2 separate regions of the Triticum aestivum genome follow, and region 2 is linked to region 1. A link is a contact called in public Hi-C data. All regions are on one chromosome and are shown on one strand. The core of a region is the stretch at or near the end of the contact, and the rest is flanking DNA. Distances in the headings are between cores, read along the strand shown.

What was found. A called contact is a pair of places that touch in the nucleus more often than the background predicts.
Region 2: a contact with region 1 is called in a Hi-C map of leaf, with 6 times the contacts expected there. The contact joins the promoter of LOC123077820 here to the promoter of LOC123077817 in region 1. A contact is called at or near these places in 2 of 5 Hi-C or Micro-C datasets (both in leaf).

The regions. Positions count from the first base shown.
Region 1 is chr3D:124,472,324-124,476,839 of IWGSC CS RefSeq v2.1, forward strand. It overlaps LOC123077817 (nodulin-related protein 1), which reads right to left and starts at 1,997. Exons shown (of 1, transcript XM_044500148.1): 1 at 1,236-1,997. The coding sequence starts at 1,915. The coding sequence ends at 1,439.
Region 2 is chr3D:124,638,415-124,643,252 of IWGSC CS RefSeq v2.1, forward strand. It overlaps LOC123077820, which reads left to right and starts at 2,288. Exons shown (of 13, transcript XM_044500149.1): 1 at 2,288-2,788; 2 at 3,264-3,432; 3 at 3,522-3,655; 4 at 3,752-3,953; 5 at 4,038-4,276; 6 at 4,380-4,491; 7 at 4,603-4,744. The coding sequence starts at 2,579. It overlaps LOC123077821 (ethylene-responsive transcription factor ERF084), which reads left to right. Exons shown (of 8, transcript XM_044500154.1): 8 at 1-2,148.

The DNA.
Region 1 (4,516 bases), core at 747-3,246:
TTATTCACTTGTCATTGCATGAGAAAATGGCCGATAATAGGGATCCCCAGTCCCGAAATGATATATATATATATATATATATATATATATATTCCTTGGAAAGTTGATAGTTTGGAAAGCACCCGTGGATACGGCTAGCCATGGATTGTGAAAGAATGGAGGAAAGGAAATAAACTTTATATTATGTTTGGGAACCTCCTATAATGTGTCTAGCATGGAAGATATTGAAAACTTTCGGTCGTGACGTTGACAGGAAAATTATTTTTATTTTGTGTCACCATCTTCTCTTATAAAGCATCAACTGGAGAACACTATTGTCATACTTGTGCATTTGATGTAGTTAATATTGAGTGTGTTTTCATGAATGGGTCAATGATTGAGCATGATGGGCTAAGGTAAAATGAACCTTACTTCCAAATATTTTTGAAGTATGTACTTGTCCTCTGCAATGCTTGTCGTTTTTAATCTGAAGGCCATCTCCAAAAGGAGATTTTCATATGAAAATATTATAGAGCTGACGTTTCCTGTGAGTGTTTTTTTTATGGAACACACTATGACATGTTTGATTCCACGCATGAATCTCAAAGCGGTGACACATGGCAATGCCGATGGCATAGCGCTCATGCCACACCCTCCCAACGGAACGACTCAAATGTTTGCTCGCATAGACCCTCCTGAAAGAATGATCCCATGTGTAGCATGACATCCACTTATGATGTAACATGGCAAAACAGTTACCAACAGGAAGAAAATTTTCCAAGACAATTTAGTAAGGACTGAAAGCACCATGTTGCTGGCTGGTCATAGGCATTGACGAAGCTATGGCAAGGCCATATGGATCATGGCCCATCCAACATTTTCAAATTTATACAATATTCTCTTTTACTGTTAGGCTTTGGAAAACACCATCCCATAGGCTGTTTTCTTTTGTTCGGCCCGCCAAGCCCACCAATGGGCTTCAAGTTCTGCCACTTGTCATAGGCATGACCACATAATATAGGGCCAACCCCTAAAAAACATAATATAGGGCATCACCTCAAAAGAAAAACATGATATAAGGCCATGAGCAATAGACAATGAAAACATCATGCTTTACGCCGCAACTTACGGATCTAGATGTATTTTTTACTCCTGACAGTTGATGAATAAATCAGAAGTTTTCCTTAAAAAAAACTTATAAACAACCGAAATCCTGCAAGCAGGAAGGGGAACCAGCTAGCTAGCACAACTTTTCGTCAACAAAAAAAGGGTAGCTAGCACAACTGGATTATTGATCATCAATACAGACAGACATGACTTAAGAAACTTTACAGAACCAGATATCAGCAGCTAACATAATTAAGCACAACCACAACGTTATAGAGTAACAAAATACAGAAGTAACGCAGCGCACAAACTTAACAAGAGCTACATGCATGTAGATGTAGAAACCAGACTTCTACTTCATGAACCCCTGAGCCATCTTCATGAACCCGCCGCCGCCGCCGCTCTCCTTCTCCTCCTCGCCACTCTTCTTCCCCGACAGCGATGCAGCCCCCTTCATGACGTCGTCGAGACCGAACCCATCGGACGATTTCTCTTCCTCCGCGGCAGGGGCAGGCGCAGGCGCTGCCTCCTTGGGTGCATCCGGCTTCGGTGCGTCAGCGGCAGCAGGTGCGTCGGTTTTCTCCTTCTCGGTGCCGCCGGAGCTGTACTGTTTCAGGTACCCCTCAGCCTTCTCGAGGTACTGCCCCACCGGCTTGTCCTCCAGCTTGCCGTACTTGGCGGCGGAGTCGAGGATGTCGGCGGAGGCGGCGGCTACCTTTTCCTTGTCGATGCCCTCGACGCTCTTCTTCTCGTAGGCCGTCTTGGCGGCCTCCGCGACCAGCTTGCTGCTGGACATCAGGTCCCCGGACGAGTTCTTCTCACCCTCCATTGGAGCTTAGGTGCTGGTAGCAAAAATCTTTTGTGGCTTAAGAGTAGTGAGGTTAGTAGCAGATGGAGTGAAGAGGGTGTATGCTAGGGGGGCAATTTTATAGGTGGAGGAAGACGCGGATGGCATCGGCAACAGAAGGGAAAGCTACTTGTGTGGTTGAGTAGTGGAAAAGAAAATATCTTCAGATGATACAAGACACGTAGGGGAAAATTTTGCCTAAGTAAAATACCCAATTTGAGTGTTGTAGAAAAATAGTATAGTTTTTAGTTCGGTATTAGACAGGAAAAACAAATGGTTATTTCTAAGAGCTTCGAGTGGATAAAAGCTATTTTAAAATGGTATAGTGCAAAGTACTGCTTGAAAATTCCTATCAAACTTACTTCTACAAATCAAACAAACAACACAGAAAAGGTTCTTAATATTTTGGTCCTCCAAATTTCTACAACAATCCTTCGTAAAGGTAATTGAACTAAGAGCAGGCTGCCAGTGTTAATGTGTATCTCTCCCTTTTTTAGTGCTTGACTGTGAAGAACCGCGGATCACGAAATGAATTTTGTTCTCACAAATCTCAGTGGATAACCTCTTTAAGATAAAGTGGCAGATATGGAATCAGCTAAAGCTCTTGTGGTCACAATCGCAAGTGGATTTTTATGCAAAATTAAAAATGAAAGAAAGTAGCCAATACGGTGGGGATACGTGTCCTCTTGCATTGAAAGTGATAATTACCTGCTGAACAGGGAAGATGTCCAGGGATCCCAGATGTCGACTGTCGGCAGAGGCACCACCGACGCTTGCTAACGGCTGAAACGAGTGACACGTATTTGGTGTACCCCCCGCCAGGGAAAATATCGGATAAGTATGAGGTGCCACTCTTGCTTCCATGCTACAGTACCAATTTAGAAAATTCAAATTTAAAAGGTATAAAAAATTCAAAAAAATTTGTGAATGTTCACCACACATGTGCCCACAGCTCTTCAGAAATTGAGATCCAAACTCAAAGCACGCATTGAGAAACAAAAAGCACAAATCCATGATGAATAGTGTCAAGAGAAGACAAAAGATAAAATGGCACTATTGACATCTACATTTCTCTTTTTTGTTTCGCCATCTGTATATCGAATTCCGATTTGAAAATTTTAGGGCTTGTAGACAAATGTTTAGTGAACAAAAATGTTTTTTTAGAATTTTTTAAACATCTATTTAGAAAAATTGATTCATGAGAGCATGACGGTATGCCCAGACAAATAAAGGAAGAGGGCTCAAGGCATCTTCAAGCGGACCCTCAAAACGCCCGCATAAGTCTGTATCGAGTTGTCCCAACGTAGTTTTTCACCCAACACAGGTCCATTTATCCGCGGATGTGTCCGCTAATCCAAATTCCCGCAAACCGGACGCAAATTGGGGAGCTTTGTGGGAGTCTGAACCGCTGCCACGTAGGACTCCAACACCCCTGACCCACTCAAATTCCCGTTATGGGTCACTTTTCTATCACTCCGCCCCTACTGCCTTTTGCTCTGCATCCGCATCCTCCTTGTCCAACGACGCCATTGTATCTCTCAAGCTGCCGTCCAGGCATTGTCGGGCGTCCACAGCCCCCACCCACGCTTTCGTCTACCTTGGATTACGCCACCATCCACACAGGATCCGTCGGTAGCTAGGTACCCTCCGCCCCCAGCCAACGTCGTCCAAGGCGGACACCACGCCCCATAGGTGTTCAGTCAAATGCCATTGAGCTTTTTTTGTTGAACTTATTGTTTATTTCTAGAGTAAGCACGATGGCGGGTTACTCGTTGATGGAGGATGAGTTGCTATGCAATGCATAGAAGGTTGTATCTGTGGACTTTGTAGGCAGGAGGCAAGTGGGCTCGTCGTTTTGGCAAAATGTGCATGCTTTGTTTCATGAGCAAAAGTACTTCACGCCCTACGACTTGCACATGTCCATGATCGTAATGTGAAGTTGCTAACCCATCGGTGGTACATCATCTCCAACTCCGTATGAAGTTTTGCGGTGCAGTTAAACGAGTGGAGACAATGTGTCCGCCGGGCTCGTCAACCATGGAGATTGTATGTTTTGCTTCTTGTTGCTATACATGTTGGTCAATTCATTTATTCACTCAATGCCGCAAGTAGATAATCATCGCGTTGTGTAGCCCAGTTATCCTGCCGTGCTATACTACATGACTGAGGGCAAGCCATTTATGTTCATGCATTGTTGGATGAAACTCAAGGGGCACAATGCATGGAAGGACATATGCGGATTTTGACTCAAGTATCATCGAATTTGAAATCGATGAACTCAAAAACTTGTTGAACATCTGGTTATCTGGGATGTAATATTTACGTTTGAACTAAACTAGGGATATTTGCAAGCTTTTTGTGGATGAATTGTGCTATTTTTCATAATTAGCTTGTGTGTTATGGACTTAAGAAAAAGAGAGCAAATGTTATATCTGTGTCCACGGATCAGTTCGGACCAGTCCACGGACAAATAGTATGTTGGACATTGGAGACGCCCTCATGTTGACGAGATTGAGGACTTTAAATGTCGGTTGTCCAGTTCTATTCTTTGAAATGGTTCATGTCTTAAAAAGCAACATCACC
Region 2 (4,838 bases), core at 1,038-3,537, 170 kb after region 1:
GCTTTGATTCTCTGATAGCATTTAGCAGGTTTCTTTGCTTTGCAAACACAGTCAATTCATAAGCCTAAAGATTGTTTCATCAAATGTAGCGTGAGATAACAGACAATAGCTCACGTGGCTATAGTTATATATTTTTTCGAAAATGGGATTATCCGGCCTCTGCATCATATAATGCACACAACCGTTTTATTAAACGCGAACCAAGTTCAAATCACTGAGTACAAGACAAAAATAAAACTAGAAAGGTAACATTACCACAACCGTGATTACATAGCTCCAGCCAAATTGATTGAATAAACCCTATGAGCCGACTGCCCCCAGAGGCCATATGCGCCCGCGCGTCCGTGCTGCAATGATGACCACATATGCATAGATGTCGTAGTCCTGTAGATAACTTGCAAGTAATCAGGAATAGATGATCTCTTAAAAACACACTTGTTCCGGCAATTCCATATTGCCCATAGAGTGACACAAACTCCCACATGGATTTGGTCCTTCAGCTTATGATGAATACCAGCCAACAAGTTTTGAAACAGATTTGGAATGCTTGTTGGTGGCGCTAAATTGTAGGCAACATGAATCGTGAGCCAAATCATGATAGTAAACGGACATGACAGAAATAAATGATAAATTGTATCCTCTTGATCACAAAACAACATTTTTTGCTACCATGTCAAATACGCTTAGCGAGATTATCTTTTGTAAGAACTACCTCCTCTTGAAAAACCACATGAAAACTTTGATCTTGCAAGGAACCTTTGTTTTCCGCATAATATGTTTTCTGCGAAAAACAGGTCCACAATCCATAAGATCCAAATACATAGACTTCACAACGAAGATGCCATTAGTAGTTAACCTCCATTGGAACGTATTTGGCATTTGAGTTAGATTGATCGGGATAAACCTAGAAAATAAATGTATCCACTTTGTCCATTTGTCACCTAGAATTTTTTTTTCATGATCAGGTATCGTAAAGCTAATGAAGTGTCACCCAACTAGGTATCTTTCCAAAAACTTGTTGATTGGCCGTCACCAAGGGTGGCGCCAGGCAGGGCGTTGGCTCGGGGCGTGGTAAAGTTTTTCTTCGCAACTGTAGCAAAATACTACTGTAGCTAAGCAGCTTGCCTCCGCTACTGGCCGTCACCTAACTTAAAGGTTCCTCTCTTAAAAAGGATGACTTGACTCTTCATCAAGACCCTCCAAAACACTGAATCCGTAGGCTTAGCATCTACTCCCCCGTTTTTAAATATAAGTTTTTTTAAAGATTCCAATACGAACTATATAGACATATTTTAGAATGTGTAGATTCACTCATTTTGCTCCGTATGTAGTCCGCATTGAAATTTTTAAAAAGACTTATATTTCTTTACGGAGGGAGTACTTGGGATAATGTTTTGGAGTACATATATTTGTTATGGAGCAACTCTTGCCAAACATTAAGTTAAGCAGCTTATATACTACAATACGAAGAACAGGGGAATAGGTGAAGAGAAGAGTAGAAAAGGAAATTAGCTCACCTGCAATGTGGTTATTATGTGATGGCAGGTAGTGCATGTGCGCAGACAGATCTTAGCCCCAGCGCAGGTTGATTCCCTCTTATTTTGTTTCTTACCTCAGCTGCTTCAGAGCACCTTGCAGTAGTTTTTTAGGATTAATAACAGCGCATGCACACGGATGTTCCTTATTCCTTTCAGCATGTGGGGCACCATCAGGTGTCAGCCATTGGCCCCTCTCTGTACCTATGCCGGTATGCCCTCTTCCACGAGTCTATGTAAAACGGAAGTTAATCAATACCGCTCGATCTTAAATAACCGGATGGTAATTTACACTCTAATTGCCAGTGATTCCCCATCATTATCATTATCCCCAATCACTAGCTGATATCATATCCTCAGTCACTGGCTCGTATGGCAGCCGAACACTGAAAGCTCGAGCACCTCCATGACTGATTGCTGAGGTTTTGTCCACAGCAATTGTTGACATGCACCACAGTATCAGTCAGTCCCATGCCTGTTTCTTTCAGCTAAACTCAACCTTTGTTTCTTCTTCGTGTGCGTTGGAGATTTCACGAGACCGACACACGGAGGGAGAATCCAAGCGTGTAGCTAAGCCTCGCAGTCGCAGCCATCCACGAGATGAGAGGAAGCGGGATTAGGGACGAGAGAAAAACTACTAGCAGCTAGTAGAAATAAGGGACAGTTTGGCTCTTCTGGTCCTCATGTGCATCATCCCCTCCCCTCCACCCCGGAACAAAACCCCTCGCCTCGCGGCCACGATCACATGCCGTTGCCGCTCGCCAGTTTGTGTTTGCCTTAATTGGCCCCGGCCCCTCCCTCCCTCCCCCCGCCTCCATACCTCACTACTGCTCACTGCCAGTATATCCAGGGGGAGCGTTAATGGCTAGGTAGCGCGCCATTCCCCAAGCCAGCCACACATGCACACTGCGCCGGGCATTCACTCCCCTGCCCACTGCCCCCTCCCTGCTCACGCACGCATTCAGCACTGTGCAGCTGCTGCTCTCCCCTACCCCTGCCCTGCTGCATCTGCAACAGCTAGTGGCTGACTCTGGGGAGGATCGATGGTGTGGAAGAGCTGGGGACGGAGGCTGCTGCTGAGCGCGGTGGTGCTCCTTTGCTCGGGCGCGGCAGGCGCTGCTGCTGCCGGCGACGTCTCCCTCAGCCTGACGACCGCCCCGCCGCGCATCTCGACGTCGGCGTCGGCGGTGTTCGCCTTCCGAGCCGTGCAGAGCAGCGGCTGGACCTGCGGGGACTGCGCCATCACCTGCAAGGTAAGAGCCTCCGTCTTTCGAATTTCGAACGCATTCCATTTTTCAAATGTTCGTGCTCATTTAGTCAGGTTCAATTAGAGGAATCCAAGTATACATCCTAGCTTCCGGACAATTGTAGTTTACAGTTAGTAGTACTACAGTAGTTAAGAACAAAGACATGAAGCTGGCCTTGAATTAAACTGTATGAGATGAATGATTCTACAGCGCAATTCATTACTACCGGTGCAGTAATTCTCACCGGTCAAATATAATTTAAAATCCGGGCGTGTCTGGCATTAGGGTGTCTTTTCGAATTTTGCTGCCACCTGAAACACACTTATTTATACGTAAGAAGTATTGGTATCAGCAAGAAAAAAAGAAAAAAAACATTGTAGATTCCACATGTCTGCACAATAGTATAATTGAGCAAACAGTAGGTCGAACCTGAATACGTACTTCGGAACAGTTATATGAGGATTGTTTGCACTGCACGCAGTTGGACGGTGAACGAAGATCGGACTGCGGGGGCAACGGAAATGGGACGGAGGTGGTAACCTTTGCCGGACTCAAGGACGGCAACCACACATTCGCAGCGTGCGCGACCCCGAGATCAGGATCAGGAAGCAGCGCCGGCCCGACCTGCGCCACCTACGCCTGGGATGTTGGTTAAGTAACGCATCCAGCAACTAAACCCGACCTCAACCTAGCTGCCAAATCGATCTCCACTGACTGTGTATGCAATGTGCGCATGCAGACACCGTTCCTCCGACGGCGACGGTGGCGGTGGAGTCGGCGTTCACGGCCGCGCCCAACGTCTCGGTGCTCGTCTCCCTCAGCGAGCCGTGCCCGGGCGGCGGCGGCTTCACGTGCAACGCCACCTACTGCGACGTACGTATGTGACAGACAATTGGCCTGGTATGGTTCCACTCTCAGGGAATCTCTATGCGTCTGGTCTCATCGAACGAATGTGCACTGCGACTGCAGCTCATCGTGTACGGGCCCGGCCGCGTGGAGCCGTCCACCCTGGAGGCCGTCGTGCCCGGCCTGCGGTACTCCGTCGCCGTGTCGCCGTCGCCGGACGTGGACTACGGGCGCATGATCCTGGTGATGCGCAGGGGGTTCTGCACCGACGTGGCCGGCCACTGCTTCCGGAGGAGCTCCAACTCGAGCTTCACTCTCCGCTTCGGTACGTACTACCATCCCAACTGATGATTTACAAAATAAACAAAATAACATCACAACGCACTGATCTGAATCCGAAACTTGATAGACAAAAGGAGCGATTCCATGAACATCACCGCCAGCATCCCGGAGAAGCTGCTGCAGATCCAGGGCGCGATGAGGGTGGTGGAGGCCACCAACGACGACAGGGAGCTGAGGATATACATGTCCTTTGCCGAGCCGGTGATGAACTCGTCCGCGGAGGTGCTCGCCGCTCTCACCGTGACCGGCGCCGTGCTGACGCCGACCAACAGGAGCACGCTCGGCAACCGTCGCTTTGGCTACGTCGTAAGCTTCGCTGTCCTTATCTTTTTGTCCATCTTACTACTAATGATCAGCTAGCTGCTTGATTCGATTCATACGCCTGAATGCTAACTTAATTTGTGTGCAGGTGAACAAGATATCGAGCACAGCTGTTGTGACTGTTGCATGTGATACGAGTTCTGTAATCAGCAGACAGGGGACCCCGGTTTATTCATCACAACCATTAACATTTCTATATGGTATTTATTCCCGTTCCTGTTCCGGTCCATCACTAATATTCTGGACGCCATGCTCAATGTTGATCTGATTTGTGCCTCTTCTGCGTGCTTGATGGATGGCGCTGCTGGCAGATACGCGACGGCCTTCTGTTAAACTCGCAACGTCGACCGTGAGGACAAGCTCACACACCATCCCCGTCTTGATCAAGTTTGAAAAGCCTGTGTTTAACTTCACCTCCTCCGCAGTGCAGCTTTCTGGGGGCAAACTATTGAGGCAAGAATTAATAGATAGATAGATAGATATTCCAATAACATCTGAATAAACGGCTAAATTAAGATGTTATATAATGCTTCACGTATGGTTGGTT